Linked DNA regions of Sus scrofa: region 1 is linked to region 2. The links are chromatin contacts, called in public HiChIP or PLAC-seq maps. All regions are on one chromosome and are shown on one strand. Each heading gives the region's core, a stretch centred on a gene start, on an enhancer-like site or on the middle of the called end of the contact. The rest is flanking DNA. Distances are from core to core; before and after follow the strand shown. Region 1 holds the start of CAPZB (capping actin protein of muscle Z-line beta subunit). Region 2 overlaps CAPZB (capping actin protein of muscle Z-line beta subunit).

Region 1 (4,756 bases), core at 300-2,799, 42 kb after region 2:
GCCCTTCCAACCTGGGCGCTGGGCCTGCCCTGCAGAAGGTTCCAAAGCGAAGGGAGGGTAGAGGGCTCACGTGTCAGGGTCTAGGTGAAACCTCTGGCCAGTCGGAGCGCCCCCAGAGCACCTGCCCTCATTACCAAAACAAACAGCACAGGCCGAGCGAACTCTCTCCCTCGGAGTCTGGCTCACCTGATCCGTGGCACCTCCATAATCAGCAGTTCCAACCCTCACGAGCTGACAGTTGAGGGGGAAAGGGAGGCTGCGCCTGCTAGGGTGCATCGTGTCCGGGCCGTCTGGTGGCCTCAGAGCCCGGGGGCCCCCAAGGGCGGCAGCCTCACAAGGGCGATTGTGCGTTCATCCCTGTGCCGCCGGCTCCCCCACCCACATCCCTTCGCACCCGCTCACGCCCCATCGCCCTGGACCCTGGTCGTCCGGCCGGACGCTCCGCCAGTACCGCACCCCGCGGCACCGAGGCGGCGGCCAGGGGAAGGGCCCGAAGAGCGCCCCGCTGCCTTCCGGGCACACGGATGCCCGCCCTGCCCTCGCTCGCTCCCAGGAGGCCTCCCAGAAAAGGGGCACCCCTCCAACCTGATACGGCACAGCCCCGGGACCCCCATCCCCACCCGAGCTGGAGAGCCGCTCTCGCTTCCCAGTGGTAGCAAAGAAGGTTCGCCCCAGGTAGAGGCGAGGGGACCACCTGGGTAGGGAGCAGGGCCCAGGAGGGAGGGTAAAGCCCAGGAGAGAGCGGGGCTGACGCAAGCTACGCCAAGAGTGGTGAGAAGTCCGGAGAAGAGAATCGGGGCGGGGGACGGGGGACGGTGTGACGTCCAGGCCGGGGCCAGGGGTGGAAAAGAGGGGTCCAGACTTAAACCACGGCGGGAAGAGAAGATTTAGGCTGAAGTCATGCAGGAGAGAGGAACCAATGTGGGCTGAGGCCACTGGAGGACGGGTTAACGGGGGTCTGGACTGAGGTCACCGAGAAGAGGGGAGGTAGGGGACAGAGGCCTAGCCAGGGCTATGGGAGGAAATAAAGACGGCCTAGCTTGGGCCGTAGGGACGGGGGATGGGGACCTGGCCTGGGCCAAGAGGAGAAAGAAGGACCACGCCTGGGTCCTTGTAGGGGGTGCCTGGCCTGGACCACGGGTCCAGGAGGGTCTACCCTGGGCCATGGGGGAGATTAGCCTACACCCAGCGGTGGAGTATGAGACGCTAGCTTGAGCCAACAGCGGGGGCTAGGAGCAAGAGGCAGAGTCGCTGCACACCTAAGCCGCCCAGGCCGGTGGCCCCTTCTGGAGCGGATGAGGATGGTGTCTACCTGGGCTCCGGGACCTCGCCCCTCCCCCACCCGGTGAACCCACCCTTCCCGGGCCGGGGGTGGGCGGGAGGAGGGGGACGCGAGCTCCAGTGGGGCTCCCAGGCCTGGGGGAAGGGGAGCGTCGGGCCTTTACCATGGTGGCGGCGGCGGCGGCGGTCCCGTCCCGGCGTCTGTGGCTCTCCCCCCCGCAGCAGGGCCCGGCGCTTCCACTTCCCCGGGTGCCCAGGAGTGAACATCCGGGTCAGCGCCCCCCTCCCCCCGCGCCGGGCCGCCGCCACCTTCCTTCCCCGCCCCGGCCCAGCCTGGGCCCGCCCCCCACGCAGCCGGCTCTCGGCCAATGAGCGCGCAGGGCCGCGGCGATCGCCAAGTATGGAGCTCGGCGAGGGGGAGGAGCAGAGAACGGGGAAGTGAGGGGCGGGGCTTGCGAGCGGGGCGGGGCGCAGCGGTCGGCGGGACGGGTGGGCGGGTCCGGGGGTCCTGGGGAGGGTACTCACTGCAGCTCCGGCCCCGAGCGGCCTTCTGCGTGTAGCCAGATCCAACCCGGGTCCTGTGGGTGCAGCTGCGGGTGGTGGCAGAGGGACGGTGCCCGCAGGCCTCCGGGCGAGGATGCGGAAGGCACTGGGGCTGGGAGGGGTCAGTCCCTCCCCGCCCCACCCAGTGCACGCGCTTGCTCCTGCGGCGGACCCGGAACTGGTGCGGCCCGCGGAGCCAGCCCTTCCCTGAGAGAGCGTAGTGAGCGAACCTCAGATGGAATCCCAGCACTGCCGCTTGTTCCGTGTGGGACCTGGAGCAAGTCACTGCACTTGAGCCGGATCTCTAAAAAATCAGCCTCAGGTCACACCAGTCACTGAGCACCGGCCGTACGTATACAGGCCGGTATACCAGGTGACATGTAAAGATGCTCTCACAACTACCTGCTGCAGGAATGATATTAGGACGACACAGTAGAAATTAGAAAACCCGGCCCAATAAATGTTACATGTTGAGGGTATTTTTAGATGTGCTGCAGAGAACCCACCCATTTGCCCAGTAGGGCTACCTCATTCCACGGTGACTCAGAAATTCTTTTTTTTCTCTCTCTCTCCTTCTTCATTCAACAAATATTTATTAGGCCTGGTCTAGAAGGCAGGAGACCTGGGACGCTAGCCCTGCTAATAATAACTGCCTTCCCTAGCTTGCTCTCTCTTTTGTGAGATTTAAATCAGGCCCCTATGAGAGGACTAAGTGTAAAGTGTTGCACGAAGGACAGAAATGAGGACCACAAACCAGGCTGTGACCCAGACCCCCATCCTCAGGTAACTCATAGTGGAGGAACAGCTGCCACTGGCATAAAAGTAGTTCAGCTAAGTCCCACAAGAGTGATACAGACCTGTATTACAGGAATTCAGAGAAAGGGCGTGGCACTTTGGAATTTTCACTTGGTGTAAGTATTTATTGAGCATCTACCCTGTAAGGAGCACTGCTCTGGGCTCTAAGTTTAGAGCAATGAACAGGACAGTCCATGTTGTTGCAGAGCTTGGACCAGGGGAAGGGGAGACAATCAGCTACTAAATAGATACAGTGTCAGGTGGTGATTAGAGATGTGGAGGAAAATCAGAGGGAGGCAGGCAGATGAACAAAGTGGGGCCAGAGGAGGCCTGATTTAGAAAGTAACACTTGATCAGAGGGAGGCACAAGGAACAGCAAGGGAAAAGAGCTCATGGGGACAGGCCCTGGGGTGTTCATGGCCCAAGGAGGCTGAGGTGGCTAGCCCAGAGCCAAGGCAGCTGAGGTCAGAGAGGTGCAGCGCAGGGACCAGATCTGGCCTGGCCTTTGCAAGGATCCGGAGGCTGCTGTGTTCTGAATGGACTGTAGGGGGACTAGGGCTATTAGAAAGCCATTTCTGTATCGAAGGCATTTTTTATTTATTTAAAAACACTTCTGTGGAACTTCCTATGTGATGCTGTTAAGCACTTTGCAAATAATAACTCATTTAATCTTCATAACAAAGGCCTGAGGAGGTAAATGCAAGGGAGATGCAAATGCTTCGTGGGCATGAGAAGAGGAAAGGAGTCAGGATGATGCTAAGATTTTTAGCTTGATTAACACCAGAAGGATTTGCCATTTATTCATCTGTGGAAGGCTGTGGGAGGAACAGGGGTTTGGGGGGGGTTGGGGGGTGCTGTTAAGAGTCAGTTTGGGGCTAGTGATGTTTGAGATGCCTTTTGGAGGTTTAAATAGAGATGTCAAATAATCAGATAGGAAAGTTCGAAGTTGGTGATACGTTTTTGAGAACTGTTAGCTGATGATAGTTTGAGGTGCTTAAAAGCATCAGACACCTAGATGAGCTCACTTAGGAGGCTAGTGGAGAGAGAAGTGGTCAAGAAGAGAAAGAGGAACCAGCAAGGAGCCTGAGAAAGAGGGACCTGGGAGGCGGGAAGAAGACTACGAGAAGGTGGTGTCCCTCCTGGAAGCTAAGGAATAAAGGCATGAAGGAAAGTTTTGCGAAAGAAGCGACATTTGCAGTGTTTACTTGATGGAAATAAGATCAAAGGAAGCCATGCCATTCAAAACGCATTACCAGAGTTCCCATCATGGCTCAGCGGAAACGAATCCAACCAATATCCATGAGGACACAGGTTCGATCCTTGGCCCTGCTCAGTGGGTTAAGGATCCTGCGTTGCCGCAAGCTGTGGTGTAGGTCACAGAGGCAGCTCAGGTATGGCACCGCCAGCGGCTACAGCTCTGATTCCACCCCTAGCCTGGGAACCTCCATATGCCACAGGTGAAGCCCTAAAAAGCAGGAAAAAAAAAAAAAAGATTAGTATCCAAAATGCATTACCGGTATTATTTCATCCTCATTAAAGCGTTATGAGGACAGTGCTATCCCATTTTACAAGTGAGGGAACAGAGGCACAGAGAGGTTAAGTCACTTACCAGAAATCACATTGCTAATGATTGCAAAGCCAGACATTCTGGAACCAGAGCTTACACTCATACCCCAGGTCTGATCATGTTGCCCCCTGCTCAAAAATCTTTGACAGTTAAGTTACCTCATAAGAAGAGCGCTCAGGATCCAACCCAGAACTCAGGAACAGGCTACTTAATCTTTCCCATGGGGCCCCATTTCTGCTGCTTTGACTCATCTGCTGCGTTCTTTTTTTTCCATACATACCCCTGGCAAGCAGAAGTTCCCGGGCCAGGGATCGAACCTGTGCCACACCAGTGACAACATCGTATCCTTAACCCACTCCACCACCAGGGAACTCCTCGTCTACTACATTCTTGACTGTCTGGCATCCTTGGCTTGTTTATAGCCCTATGCCCTCAACATTTCAGCCTGCATGGGGTTCATCCTGGTGAGCTTTGTCCCTCCTTTATTCTCTGCATCAGCTTATTCTATGAACTGGAAGATTTCTTTTTTGTGTTCCACAGTTCAGATCCCAAGATAGAGCTACAACACTT
Region 2 (4,833 bases), core at 275-2,774:
GCACGGGTTCAAGAGAGGTGGTCTGCATTCAAGTGCTGACTCCACCAGGTCCCAGCTGCGTGACCCTGGACAAGCCACTCAGCTCTTTCGAGGCTTGTCTCCGCATCTAGAAAACAAGGGTAACACCCTTCACACTGTTATCTGCTGGATCAGGTGGGGGGTGTCCTCACACAGCACATGGCACGCACCTGGGAGGGAGTCACCGCAGCCTCAAGTTTATAAGCTAAGTGGACAGAGAAGAGGCAGAGAAAAAAGGTAGAAGGACAGAAGCTAAAACTTCCAAATGAAGGCTTCTCTGGCCTTCTGCCAACCTCTAGAAAACAGCACGGCAGCGACTGGGAGCAAAGTGCTCGGGTGCGCAGCGCCTATTTCAACACACCTCTAGGGGCCGCAACCCAAGGAGGGCGCAGAGACAATTCTCTGAATCCGGATGCTCCGTTTCTCAGAAGCGCGTTTTTCTGCCCCATGGAAGATTAAACTGTATCCCATCCAGACACTTTCGTTAAAAGCAGTCATGTGATTCAGGGAGTCACATGAACATAAGACATGTCTCTTTTGCGAGCAGGATCGGGAGAAATTTCAGGACAAGGTGCTGAACAGTCAACTCAAGGGCCGGGACGTTACCACCCTAACCACCTCCAGCTCGGACCTCCTCACCTTCAGAGGAAAGTCACAGAGCCACGCCTTCTTCAATAAGTCTGTGAGCAGGATGCTCGCTCACTCCCGATAAAGGAAATAAAGTAGCATCAATCGTCTCCTGTCCCTTGGTCACACCGGTAACTGCAGGCTGCCGAGGCAGCCGCCTGGGAAGCACATGCACCCTCGGCACAGACGGCAATACTTGATACGAAACGGAGGAGTCTCTGCAACTGGAAAAGCCATTAGCAAGAGAGCACGAGGGGCAGTGAGACCTGCTCCCGGCTCCGTCGCAGCAAGACGCCCTCCTCGTTTTCCAAAGCTAGGAGCGCATTCCCCCACGTGCTCCCACCAGCCCAGGGAGGCGAGATAAACCGTTTACCAGGGACCTTGGCAAAGCAAGCCATGGGAGAGCTTCATGACACAAAGAAAACAGCGCTGCTCTACTTGGCCCATTTTTTAAAACTTCACTCCTAAGTCCCGTGACCAAAACGAATGGGAGGCACCACAGGAGAGCTTAGAAAAGCAGAGCTGACTGTTTTGCTGGGCTCTTGCTTCTAACAAGAAGGTAGAAATCAATTCACTTTCCCCTCTAACCCTTGAATCCCAGGAGAATGCTTGTGTCTGGATGGCCTACAGACGCTCCGCGTTCGGCAGTGCCCCAGACAGGGAATCCATCCATCCGAGTATTGTTCTTACCTCCCACCTCCTCCTACGTCGGGGCGGGGACCGGGCACATGGTTCCGAGGTCACGCTCCTCACTTAAAGGATCGTGGGAATGCTTACAGAAACACTTGTTCCTGCTCTGCCAGCTGGATCGCTGCTTAGCAAGAGGCTGGAAGGCTGGGGAGTGCAGGATCAGACGCAGGAGGAAGGGAGTGGGGGGAGGCAGATGTTACATGTTATCATAAAACTAACAGAAATGGCCAACGCGCCACTTTAACCATGTGCTGCTGAGTGTACTTCAATTAGACACCGGTGAAGTGGAGGGAGAAACGAACCCAAGAGAGCCAGCCGCTCTTCCACCACCTCGAAAGGGTACCGCTGCCCAACAGCTTGGGGAAGGCAGGTTTTAATGAGAAAATTCAATTAGGAAGGAAACTGAAGGAAACCCAGAGCCTGCTGAGTGAAAAGAGGTGGTTTTCCCAAGGTCTCAGCGCTGCGCGGCACACCGAGGTAACTCCGGAAAATGAGCCCGGAGGCTTCCCACGCCCTCTGCGGAATCCGATGCTCAGAGAGGCCCAGGACTCCTCCAAGCTCATACAGAGAACTGGAATCCACACCCAAGGTATCCTACTCGCCTGCTTTCCTATGTGGCCTCACTGGTGAGCCTCGGGACAGGAGCCAGGGCCCTGGGAGGGCCCAGGTTAGGATTTCAGCTCTCAAAACACACTGAGTTGTTAAAACACGCTAGTACACAGACAGGTACCCGACTTCCCACCGGAGACTGACAGGCCCTGAGCAGCCGTCAAGGTCACTGGCAAGGGCTGCCCATGCCTTCTTTTGGTTTCCCTTATAACCAACAGCAGACAGCTGGCCGGGGCTGGGATGTCCTCTGACAGGGGGAAATGGCTTAGCTGATTCTCATAGGAAGATCACATCCAGAGCAAGGGGGCAGGGGGAGGAATCCGTTTCCAATCAGTGATGGAAACCAGGTTTCCTCCTCAGCCAGGAGGCATTCCTGTAGGATGGACGAAGCTGTGAGCTCCCCCCAAGTCCAAGGAGGTATGGATCCTGGTGGCACATCCTAGGTAAGAGAGGCCTGTGGGAAAGAAGTCTTCTGGCTACACATGCCTGGCTCTGCCTGCACCTTGCATACGTCACGATTCTGAGACCACTCGCCATTGGGTGTCCCCAGGGTCAGGTCCACTGACGTGCTGATCTCATTCCTGTTCGATTCTGCCCTGGAGTGTACTTTTGAGGTTTCTGTGGATTTTCTGAGGGAATCAAGGTCCTGACATATAGAACTCCAGCAGTTTCTCCAGCTGCTGGGACATCGTTTGCCCAGGCATAAGAAAGCAGGGCAGGGCCAGGGCATAACCAGGCAGAAGGATGCTACCACACTTTCCATCGGCTGGAGTGAAACACACATGTATTGCTGCCCCACCCAAAAAACTGCTTAGAAAGCACTTTCGAGTATAATCATTCAAAAAATACCTTAGTACAAGATGCGTTTGTAATGAGTATGTGTTAGAAATAGACATTGGGAGAGATGATGTAAAAACAATCTGCTCTCTTATGTAGATAAAACATTCCTCTCGAAATCCAACCCTGGCAGCTCAGTCCAACTTTTCCGCAGTGAAAGGGGACATTTCGGTCTAGCCTAAGGCCAGCTGCTCTGCATGGCAACCACCAGATCCAAAGCAAGGAGCTGCCACATTGCTGGGACATGCGGCAGTACCTCGGGGAACAAGGAAAGGAGGAGAGTCTGCAGACATCTAAGCTGAGGGGGCCTAAGCGGATGACTCAGAACTAGTGTCTGGGTACCTACTGCTGCACCCAAGGGCCACCAATTTACTCCATTCACCCTAAAGACACACCATTCACCTTCAAAACCATGCTTTCAAAGGACAGTTAGTGAAATTAGAAAATACACATAGGAGTTCCCGTCATGGCTCAATGGTTAACGAATCTGACTAGGAACCATGAGGTTGCAGGTTCAATCCCTGGCCTTGCTCAGTGGGTTAAAGATCCGGCGTTGCCATGAGCTGTGGTGTAGGTTGCAGACACGGCTCAGACCCCGAGTTGCTGTGGCTGTGGCTTAGGCCGGCAGCTACAGCTCCAATTGGACCCCTAGCCTGGGAACCTCCACATGCCGTGGGAGCGGCTCAAAAAAAGGCAAAAAGACAAACAAACAAAAAAAAGAAAATACACATAATATACTACTACTCGGGACTGAAAACTCTGAAAGAGTGAACCCCAGTTAGTTTGCCATGCATTTCTTGGCGGTGCAACTTGTGTGTCCAAGCTGGAGCCTGGGGTCTAGGCCTTCCCTGCCTTCAGAGGGAGAGCACACACGGCACACTGGTGGCCTGAGCATACCAGGCACTAATTTGCTTGAGGACTCTCCGTGGAAGCACCGTGGGTGTGGGAGGTGTATTTAGGAGCCCCACATTTTCTGTGGGACTCAGCCTTGTTGCCCAGCCAGCTCGGGGAGAGATGGGTTTCAACGTGGAAAGAGAAGGCCCTGTGGGACTGGGGTATAGCACATCCACTGAACGTCATCCCTCGAGCACCGACATGTATATACAGAACGAGCCACCACTGGAGGGTGATGATGGGCGTGCCCAACCCTCTGGTTTAACAGGCACCCAGCATGGCATCACCTACTGAGAAGTCCCCCGATACAGAGAGGACCACATCAGACCCTCCCCAGGCTCCAAAGAGGTGGAGGCAATGGTGATGCCAAGTGAGGGGTGGCTTGAAGGGGAGCAGGGGCAGAGCAGAAGGTACAGACAGCAGCAGCCCGAGGGGCACCAAGCACACGAGGTACCCACAGGGGCCCTGCAGTCATCACACTGGGTGTCTCTTTAAACTGATAATTTTCACACACAAAAAAAAAACCACAAAAAAACAAAAGCCAGTGACCACTCTTGTCATTGAGACCCTGGTACAGTGTGTAGGAGAATCCTGTTCTCAGAGTGGAGAGGCCCACATTGCTCATTAAAATGAAATCGGACGGTCTGATTCAAACTCATTTAAACTAGGAAACGGTGGAGTGGGTGGGTATAGATGAAACAGGACTGGCCATGGCGACAGGTAAACGGGACTCATTATATTATAAGCTTGAAGTTTTCCATGATGAACTTTTTAAAAAAATTTAAATCAGGAGCTCCTGCTGTGGCACAATGGGATGGGCCGCCTCTTGGGATCGCTGGGACTTGGGTTCAATCCTCGGTCTGGCACAGCAGGTTAAGGATCGGGTGTTGCCACAGCTGCAGCTTAGTTTGAGGCTGTGGCTCAGATCTGATCCCTGGTCCGGGAGCTCCATGTGCCACAGGATGGACCAAAAAAAAAAAAATCAAATCAGGCCACTTCCCTGCACGAAGCCCCAGGTGCCCTCTAAGCCAGGCTCTTGAGGGCGTCGAGGCCTGTGGGAGTTTAATGTATACCAGACATTAGGCAACCTTCTCTCATTTGCACTCCAGGGAGGCGTCCTAACAGAGGAGCAAAAGGAAATTCTCAAAGAAGCTTTAC

What was found. HiChIP or PLAC-seq counts read pairs in DNA pulled down with a chosen protein or histone mark.
Region 1: a contact with region 2 is called in an H3K27ac HiChIP or PLAC-seq map of skeletal muscle. The contact joins the promoter of CAPZB here to the enhancer-like site in region 2. A contact is called at or near these places in 1 of 5 promoter capture datasets (liver), 10 of 47 Hi-C or Micro-C datasets (alveolar macrophages, blood, heart right ventricle and 4 more) and 2 of 2 datasets of contacts at active chromatin or transcription factors (alveolar macrophages and skeletal muscle).

The regions. Positions count from the first base shown.
Region 1 is chr6:77,911,068-77,915,823 of Sscrofa11.1, forward strand. CAPZB (capping actin protein of muscle Z-line beta subunit) reads right to left here and starts at 1,550. Exons shown (of 9, transcript NM_001113444.1): 1 at 1,446-1,550. The coding sequence starts at 1,448.
Region 2 is chr6:77,869,142-77,873,974 of Sscrofa11.1, forward strand. All of the region lies in intron 1 of CAPZB (capping actin protein of muscle Z-line beta subunit), which reads right to left. Among named protein-coding and RNA genes, the nearest start is that of CAPZB, 41 kb to the right of the region's middle. Within about 2 kb of position 1,525, at least 20 of the 83 cell types and tissues checked have an H3K27ac peak or open chromatin away from gene starts, as enhancers often do. A contact at or near this core is called in skeletal muscle, where this site is marked.